Linked DNA regions of Mus musculus: region 2 is linked to region 1. A link is a contact called in public Hi-C data. All regions are on one chromosome and are shown on one strand. Each heading gives the region's core, a stretch centred on a gene start, on an enhancer-like site or on the middle of the called end of the contact. The rest is flanking DNA. Distances are from core to core; before and after follow the strand shown.

Region 1 (3,573 bases), core at 846-3,345:
CAGTTCAAGTCAATGAAACATGGAGGAAAATCTTCTTGCTTCTTTTTTCCTAACCAGCAGAACCAGGCGATGTGGGCAGGGGCCCTACCTTTTTTTTTTCCCCTTGCTTTGAGGGCTAAATTAGATGTGGAGTACCAAGGGCTGGAAAGCCAAGAGTCCTGCAGAGACAGCAGAAGCCTGGCCTTGCTGACCACCTCTTATGGTTTTTGTTTGTGAGAGGGTGAAATGGCTTAATTATGTAAGCCATGTTTCCTTGTTCTCATCACTGAAACTGAAGGCCTGTTAATGATGTAGTTAAAATAGGAAAAAACAATATCAAATAAGAAAGATTTGAAGTTGATGATACCAATATCTTGTAAAAATATAAAGAACCAGGGCTGAAGAGATGGCTCAGAGGTTAAGAGCACTGACTGCTCTTCCAGAGGTCCTGAGTTCAATTCCCAGCAACCACATGGTGGCTCACAATCATGTGTAATGGGATTCAATGCCCTCTTCTGGTGTGTCTGAAGACAGCTACAGTGTACTCATATACATTAAATAAATCTTTTCTAAAAATATATAAAGACCTTAGGCAAACGCCAACCTAAATAACCAACAGTGTAGATACTGGGTTGTTGTACAGGTTGGGTTTGGTTGCTGTTGTTTTGTTTTGAGTCAAGGTCTTACATAACCCCGGCTGACCTTGAGCTCATAGCCAAGGATGGCTTTAATTTTCTGATTCTCCTGCTTCTACGCACTTAGTTAATTTTTGAGACAGGGTCTGATGATGCCACCCTGGCTGTACTGAAGCTCTCTGTATAGCTCAGTATGGCCTCAAGCTCACAGAGATCCTTCCATCCACCTGCCTGTGCCTTCAGAGTCCTGGGATTAAAGGTGTGCGACACTGTGCCAGTCACTGCTTGGCTTTTGTACCCCTCCACCAAGCCACTGCCCGACTGCCAGAAGCGTCCCCAATGATGGCAACTGTTCTCCTATTCCTACCATCCTCCTTTGGTGGTCAAGTTTGAACAAGGACCTTGGACCTTGAAGTAAAAGCCACAATCACACTTAAGAGAACAGCTCCCTACAGCTTGTGCCACGTCTGTTTTTTGCATACCGTGTTTTCTTTTTTCCAGGAAGAGAGCCACACAACACACATTGTTTTGCAGTTTAGTTTTATTTTATTTTAACCAACTGACACAGGGCAGGTATCTATCTAGTCCTGGAAAACTGAATAGCCACATCGTTTGAGCTGCATGATACCCCATGATAGGAAAGGTGAAGTCCGTTTACCTGTCAATTCACGTTTTAGCTTTATGAAGCCTTACACACACAGACACACAGACACACAGACACACACACACACACATATGTGTGTGTGTGTGTGTGTGTCTGTGTGTGTGTATGTATATATATACATACACACAGTGTATATATATACTGTATATATACGGTATATATGTGTGTATATACTGTATATATATGTGTATGTGTGTGTATATATACAGTATATGTGTGTGTGTGTGTGTATATATATATATATATATATATATTGTAACGTTTGAATAGAATTGAGCATGAGGAGTGTTCCTGTAGAAACCTCAAGGAAGCTGTTTTTATTTATTTGCCTTTGGTTTCCTTAACTGGTAAATGGGGTACCTGACACATTATTAAGAGAATTAATGAATCAGTGAATACCAGCCACCCTCTGTGCAACTCAGTATTTCAATAAATGGTAGCTACTGTTTGGGCCACTATTTTGGTGATTTTAATGACAGTTTTCCAAGATGCTTTTGTATTTAAAGTAACCCATAAGTGAGTCCCTCACTCACGTACACAGCCCTTACAAATGATCTTAAGCTTTCTATCACCCGCTCATCGTGATCGGAATGAAACTCCCCAGCTGAAGACAGCCAGAAGGCTGTAAACAAGAAGGGCAGAGAACCATACAGGAAATCAAACCGAAGTGCCAGCTGCAGACACTCGGCAGACTCTAAGCAAACAGAAGATCGCAAGCAAAGGATTCTGGGTTTTCATTATGAACCTTGCCAGTGTTGCAGCTCCCGAGTCACTGGGCAAACCCATCTGGTCCCACCCCACCCAAATCTGCTGTTCCTGTGAGAAGGCAGAGGGCTCAGCTCTGGAGCCGGCCTCAGGGCGCCCCTGCTGACCTCTGCAGGTTAGTCTTGGCCGACTTTGTGCTGTTACCCCTAAGAGCTTGACTCTTGTGGAGCACACTACTAGCACAGGGAGACGGTTCATTGTTTCCACGCTGAGAAAAAAATGTATTATGGCAACAATCATTGAAACTCAACAGAAAGCACGAGCTGTCTTCAGAACCACGAATTCTCCTTAGAGTTCTTCAAGCTTTTCCAGAGGGGTGAACCTTTCTAGTTCAGAAAGCTGGAAGGTTCGGCCTGTAAGGTTGTTTTGTCTTGCTTTGTTTTGTTTTGATTAGAAATATGCTTTTTTTTTCTTTCAGTTTTTGTTTGTTTGTTTGTTTGGCTCTTCTTGTCAGAGTCTCCCAAAGTTTTCCAGGGCTGGACTTAAATTTATCATACAGCCTTGGCCTCAGAATGGTGATCCTCCTGCCTCAGTCTCCTGAGTAGCTAAGATTACAGGCTTGCTAACAGGTCCAACAGTTGTACATATTACTGAACAAAGAGTTCACCTCCACGTTAATTTATCCTATGCTTTTTATTATTTTATGTTATTTTTTAAGTTAAGCATTTTCATAAATTAAATACTTGATTTTTTTTCTTTTCCTTTCCTCCTAATTCATTGTAAACACATTTATTTGAAGCAATTTAATTTGACTTTCAAAGGACAAATTGATCCCAGAAAAGACCAAAGCCATGTAAGGCTTCTACAGTAGAGCTGATCTCTCTCACAAACCTCTTGCATGAGATGCTAGAGGAAACGAGAGACAGAGCTAAGAGCATCCTTAGAGAACCCTGTCCTAGCCTTTGCAGTGAGAACTCAATGCTAGAAAGTGCAAGCACTTGCTCAGCACATCGAGCCGGGGCGACAGTCCCATCAGTAAACTGCCTGCCATGCAAGCCCAAAGACCTGAATTTGATATTCAGAACCTCTGTACAAAAGCCAAGCAGTGACTGGCACAGTGTCGCACACCTTTAATCCCAGGACTCTGAAGGCACAGGCAGGTGGATGGAAGGATCTCTGTGAGCTTGAGGCCATACTGAGCTATACAGAGAGCTTCAGTACAGCCAGGGTGGCATCATCAGACCCTGTCTCAAAAATTAAACAAAGAACAACAAAAGTCAGGCGTTGTGGTGTTCGCTTGTAATCCCAGTGCTGGAGAGGCAGAGACTGGAGGATCACTGCTCAGCCAGCCTAGCCTACTTGGCAAGCTCCAAGCCAGTGAGAAACCCTGTCTCAAAACAAAACCAACAAAAACCAAAGTGGGCAGCATCTGAGGAATGATATTAGAGGTTGTTCACACACAGGAGAGAGAGAGAGAGAGAGAGAGAGAGAGAGAGAGAGAGATTCTCACATGAGTCTGCTTGCATTGAATAAGAAGTCTTTAAAAACAAAGCAACAAAGGCTTGCCTGCCCCTCCTTCTTCCTCCCCTT
Region 2 (3,376 bases), core at 773-3,272, 100 kb before region 1:
GCCTCTACTTTAAAACACAACACAGGAAGCCCTGTTTTTCCCTTTGTCTTCTCTCAGGGATTTACTTCCTGCCACCCAACATAGATTTTCTAATAAGAGGGGCCTGCTGCCCTCTTCCATGCTTCCATGTTGTACAGACTGTCCCTTAGCCAAAAACATTTCCCCTTTCTTTGCCCAACGAGCAAGGCCTTTCTCTTTCAGGGCTCATTTTGAAAGTCATGTAATTAAGGATGCCTTTTCCCCAATCTCCCCCTTGTCTCAAGGACGTTCTTGAAGTTACTGGTATATCAACCTAGCATTCCTACCTCTTCTTCAATCCCAGTGTTGCGTGATTTCTCTCCCCAAACCCATGCTGACCCATTTCACATATTGTCTTCACAGCTCCATGCCAGAAATATAAGAGGTAACCAATAAACACTCATGAAATACAGGACAGTCTTGGCCAGAGTCTGGACTTTCAGAGTGCCAACAGAGAGAGCCTCTCCCACAACACACCTCCTCAGGCAGTCTTGCTTGGCCTCCCGTGAACAGGAGTGCTGCCTTGTGTCCACCTTGGGGGACATAGTAGCTGCACTTTGGGACTTAGGCTATATTGCATGTGTGTCTGGGGAGGACCTGGTTCCCTAAAGGGCAGCCTTGAGAGGCCAGGTGTACAAAGGAGTAAAGGCTCTGCTAGAGACACCAGGTACTTGTTCCCACCAGCATCACACGCAGCTTGTCAGAGCAGATCCCTGCTTGGCCTCGGAGCTGGCAGGTTCCAGGCAGAATGGAAGAAGCTAAACAGATGTGGGCTCCACCCTAGATCCAAATCCAGAAAAACAGCCAAGTCAATATATGCACAAGACTGTAAGCTCCTGGGCAGAAGATTCCAGGTTTACCTACCTCAAACTGCAACACCACAGGAATCAAGGATTGTGGTGACCCTTTTTAAATAAGAATAAATGTTTGGCCAAGGAGAGGTGGCTAGAGACGTTTACAGTGTGAACAGACACTAGGAAGTCAGTTCTGTAAGAATTTAAAGACTAACCCAAACTTAGTGGCAGAGGCCTGTAACCCCAGTATTTGAGAGGCTGAGGCAGGGGGATCGTGAGTTTTAGACCAGCCTGGGCTGCATGGCAAGAGCCTGCCTATACAAACAACAACAAAACTCTCGCTACTCAATCTGTACTGAACACATTTATTGAAAGCAGAGCACAGGGCTCATAAGAGAATATTTGCTTTATCAGTGCGTTTGTGGACTGTCTGGAAAAAAAAAAGGCACACTTGTAAGCTAAGCTGTGGTAAACGAGTTAAGTATTGCCGAGGGAGTAGACCACAGGGGAATGGGGTTGATTTATCTTCCCGATGAGAGGTTAGGAAAAGAGGGAGTCCATGGAGCCCCAGGCTGGGATGTCACAGGAGGCAGAGATCACGAGTCTCTAGAGATTCAAGGGCATGTGTCAGTATCTGTTGGGTCCTAGAGAGACCTCATGGCAGAGGCCACCATACTGCCAGACAAGAAGCCAGAGAGAGAATTAGACTTTCACCACAAACCACTGAAAAGTCCCTGAATCCCCTCCAAGTGAATTACCCCTAACAAACCACTGACCATCTCCGGGCCACTGCACTACTCTCAAATGTTCTATGTCATCCTTTACTGGCCCACTAGGGGGCGTAGCTTCCAGCATAAACCTTTAAGGGAACACTCAAACCACATTCAAACTGAAGCAGGCTGCATTTGTCACTCAAGACCGTGAGACATGGAGATGTAGCTCAGTCATACAGTGTTTGCCTACCATACGGAAGCCCCCATCACTGACAAAAAAACAAGAAGAGTAGTGGATAAGCACAAACCTATGTAGGGTCAGCCTATGTACGATAAGCCCAGAGTACAAAGATGAAAACGTGCCTGTCCTGAAGAATTACCTCATAAGAAAAGGCCGAGTAAATACTAGTCCTTCTATTTGTCTGATTTGCCGTAACAAAATACTTAGGGCTGGATACGTTGTAAAGAAAGGAAGGTTATATAGCTCACAGTTCCAGTATCTTAGGCAGCTGCATCTCCTGAGAGCCTTTGTGTTGTGTCATAACATGGCAGGTGACATCACACAGTGAGAGAAAGAGAAAGAATATGAATCATGGGTGCGTAAGGAAGCAATAAAGTGAACCAAGACCAGCACCACCCCCCATTTCCCCCACCCCCTCCCCATCGCCCCACCCCCACTCCCAATCCCCCAGCTACATAGAGTTCCAGGCCATCTTGGACCATGTGAGATTCTGCCACAAGAGGGCCGAGCTCTGACACTATTTTTTTCAGAAACTCGCCTTTTCTTGCTGAAAATATAGTAGTCAATGTCAACAGAATACACTTCCTGGGCTGAGTAACGCCTTCTGTGGGCGCTTGGGGGAAGAACAAGGGCCCTGGAAACAATAAGGTTCTTGGCTCCGCCCCCTTCAGAGTCCACAGTGAGGGCCAAGGCTTTTATTGCCCTGGTTCCAGTTTTCAGTGTTTCCTCTCGATTAAAAGCCCCCTGGCTGCCCAGGATTGCCTGTAATGACAGTAAACGACTACAGAGACTGTGAAGCAATCTTTTCACATCTTAAGATGCAATCTGTCTGGCACAGCCCCTGGCGGCCTGAGTTCACGGCAAAGCTATTGTGGTGTGCGTGGGGGCATTGGCTTTGGCTCCCCCCCCCCCCTCGGTTTCCCACACCCTCTGAAATGACTGAGATTTCTGTCAGATTTCTCGCCTATGACAATCCTCATTAACTCAGTCATTTATTAGTAATAAATTAAAAAAAAATCGTTGGCAACTGTCTGCCCCTAGGGTCACAGTAACTCAAGTCCCCATGACCAAAACTGGGTGGCAAAGCTTGTTTCTCCTTAGCGGGTCTGCATTCATCCAGTGCAGTTTCTCGAAGACACGCACACACGCTGTAGCAACAATGGCAGTGACCATGAGTTCCCAAGCCCGTTGCCTAGAAACCACTCCTTGTTTCTGAAACTAATTTAAACATGAGAATTCAGCTTGTGACTCAGGCCAGCCATGCATGGCATGGTTTTCTCTCTCTCTCTCTCTCCTTTCTTCTTTCACATCACAAAATAATACATGCTTATTCCAGAAAAAAAAAAAAGAAAAATATGAAAACAAACGATCTAGAGGCACAAAAAGTCTCCTATAATCTCATTATCAGAGACAACCACTGTTGTCTCTTGGGGATATTTTCTCTTTATTTTTACTTTTCTTGGTTTTTTTTAGTGGTTTGCCTGTGTGCATGTATGTGAACCATATGTGTTCCTGGTGCCCTCAGAGGCCAAAAGAGGATGTTGGGCCCCTTGAAGTTATAGGCAGATGTGAGCCATCATGTGGGTGCTGAAAACCAAACCCCAATATTC

Evidence for each region. A called contact is a pair of places that touch in the nucleus more often than the background predicts.
Region 2: a contact with region 1 is called in a Hi-C map of pre-B cells, with 2.8 times the contacts expected there. The contact joins the promoter of 4930480C01Rik here to the enhancer-like site in region 1. A contact is called at or near these places in 16 of 39 promoter capture datasets (the 3T3-L1 cell line, the C10 cell line, cranial neural crest and 7 more), 5 of 15 datasets of contacts at CTCF or cohesin (CD8 T cells, the NIH/3T3 cell line, embryonic stem cells and 1 more), 116 of 484 Hi-C or Micro-C datasets (the 63-12 cell line, 8-cell embryo, B cells and 55 more), 35 of 115 datasets of contacts at active chromatin or transcription factors (the 230-238 cell line, CD8 T cells, DN3 thymocytes and 20 more) and 3 of 9 other capture datasets (adipose tissue, embryonic stem cells and liver).

Annotation. Positions count from the first base shown.
Region 1 is chr5:65,849,438-65,853,010 of GRCm38.p6, reverse strand. The region is part of intron 1 of Gm3521 (predicted gene 3521); the gene reads left to right. Among named protein-coding and RNA genes, the nearest start is that of Gm3521, 7.0 kb to the left of the region's middle. Within about 2 kb of position 2,095, at least 53 of the 459 cell types and tissues checked have an H3K27ac peak or open chromatin away from gene starts, as enhancers often do. A contact at or near this core is called in the 230-238 cell line, the 63-12 cell line, B cells and 19 more, where this site is marked.
Region 2 is chr5:65,949,989-65,953,364 of GRCm38.p6, reverse strand. 4930480C01Rik (a long non-coding RNA gene) reads right to left here and starts at 2,022. Exons shown (of 2, transcript XR_376988.3): 1 at 1,906-2,022; 2 at 1,158-1,487. It also overlaps a transcript of Chrna9 not described here.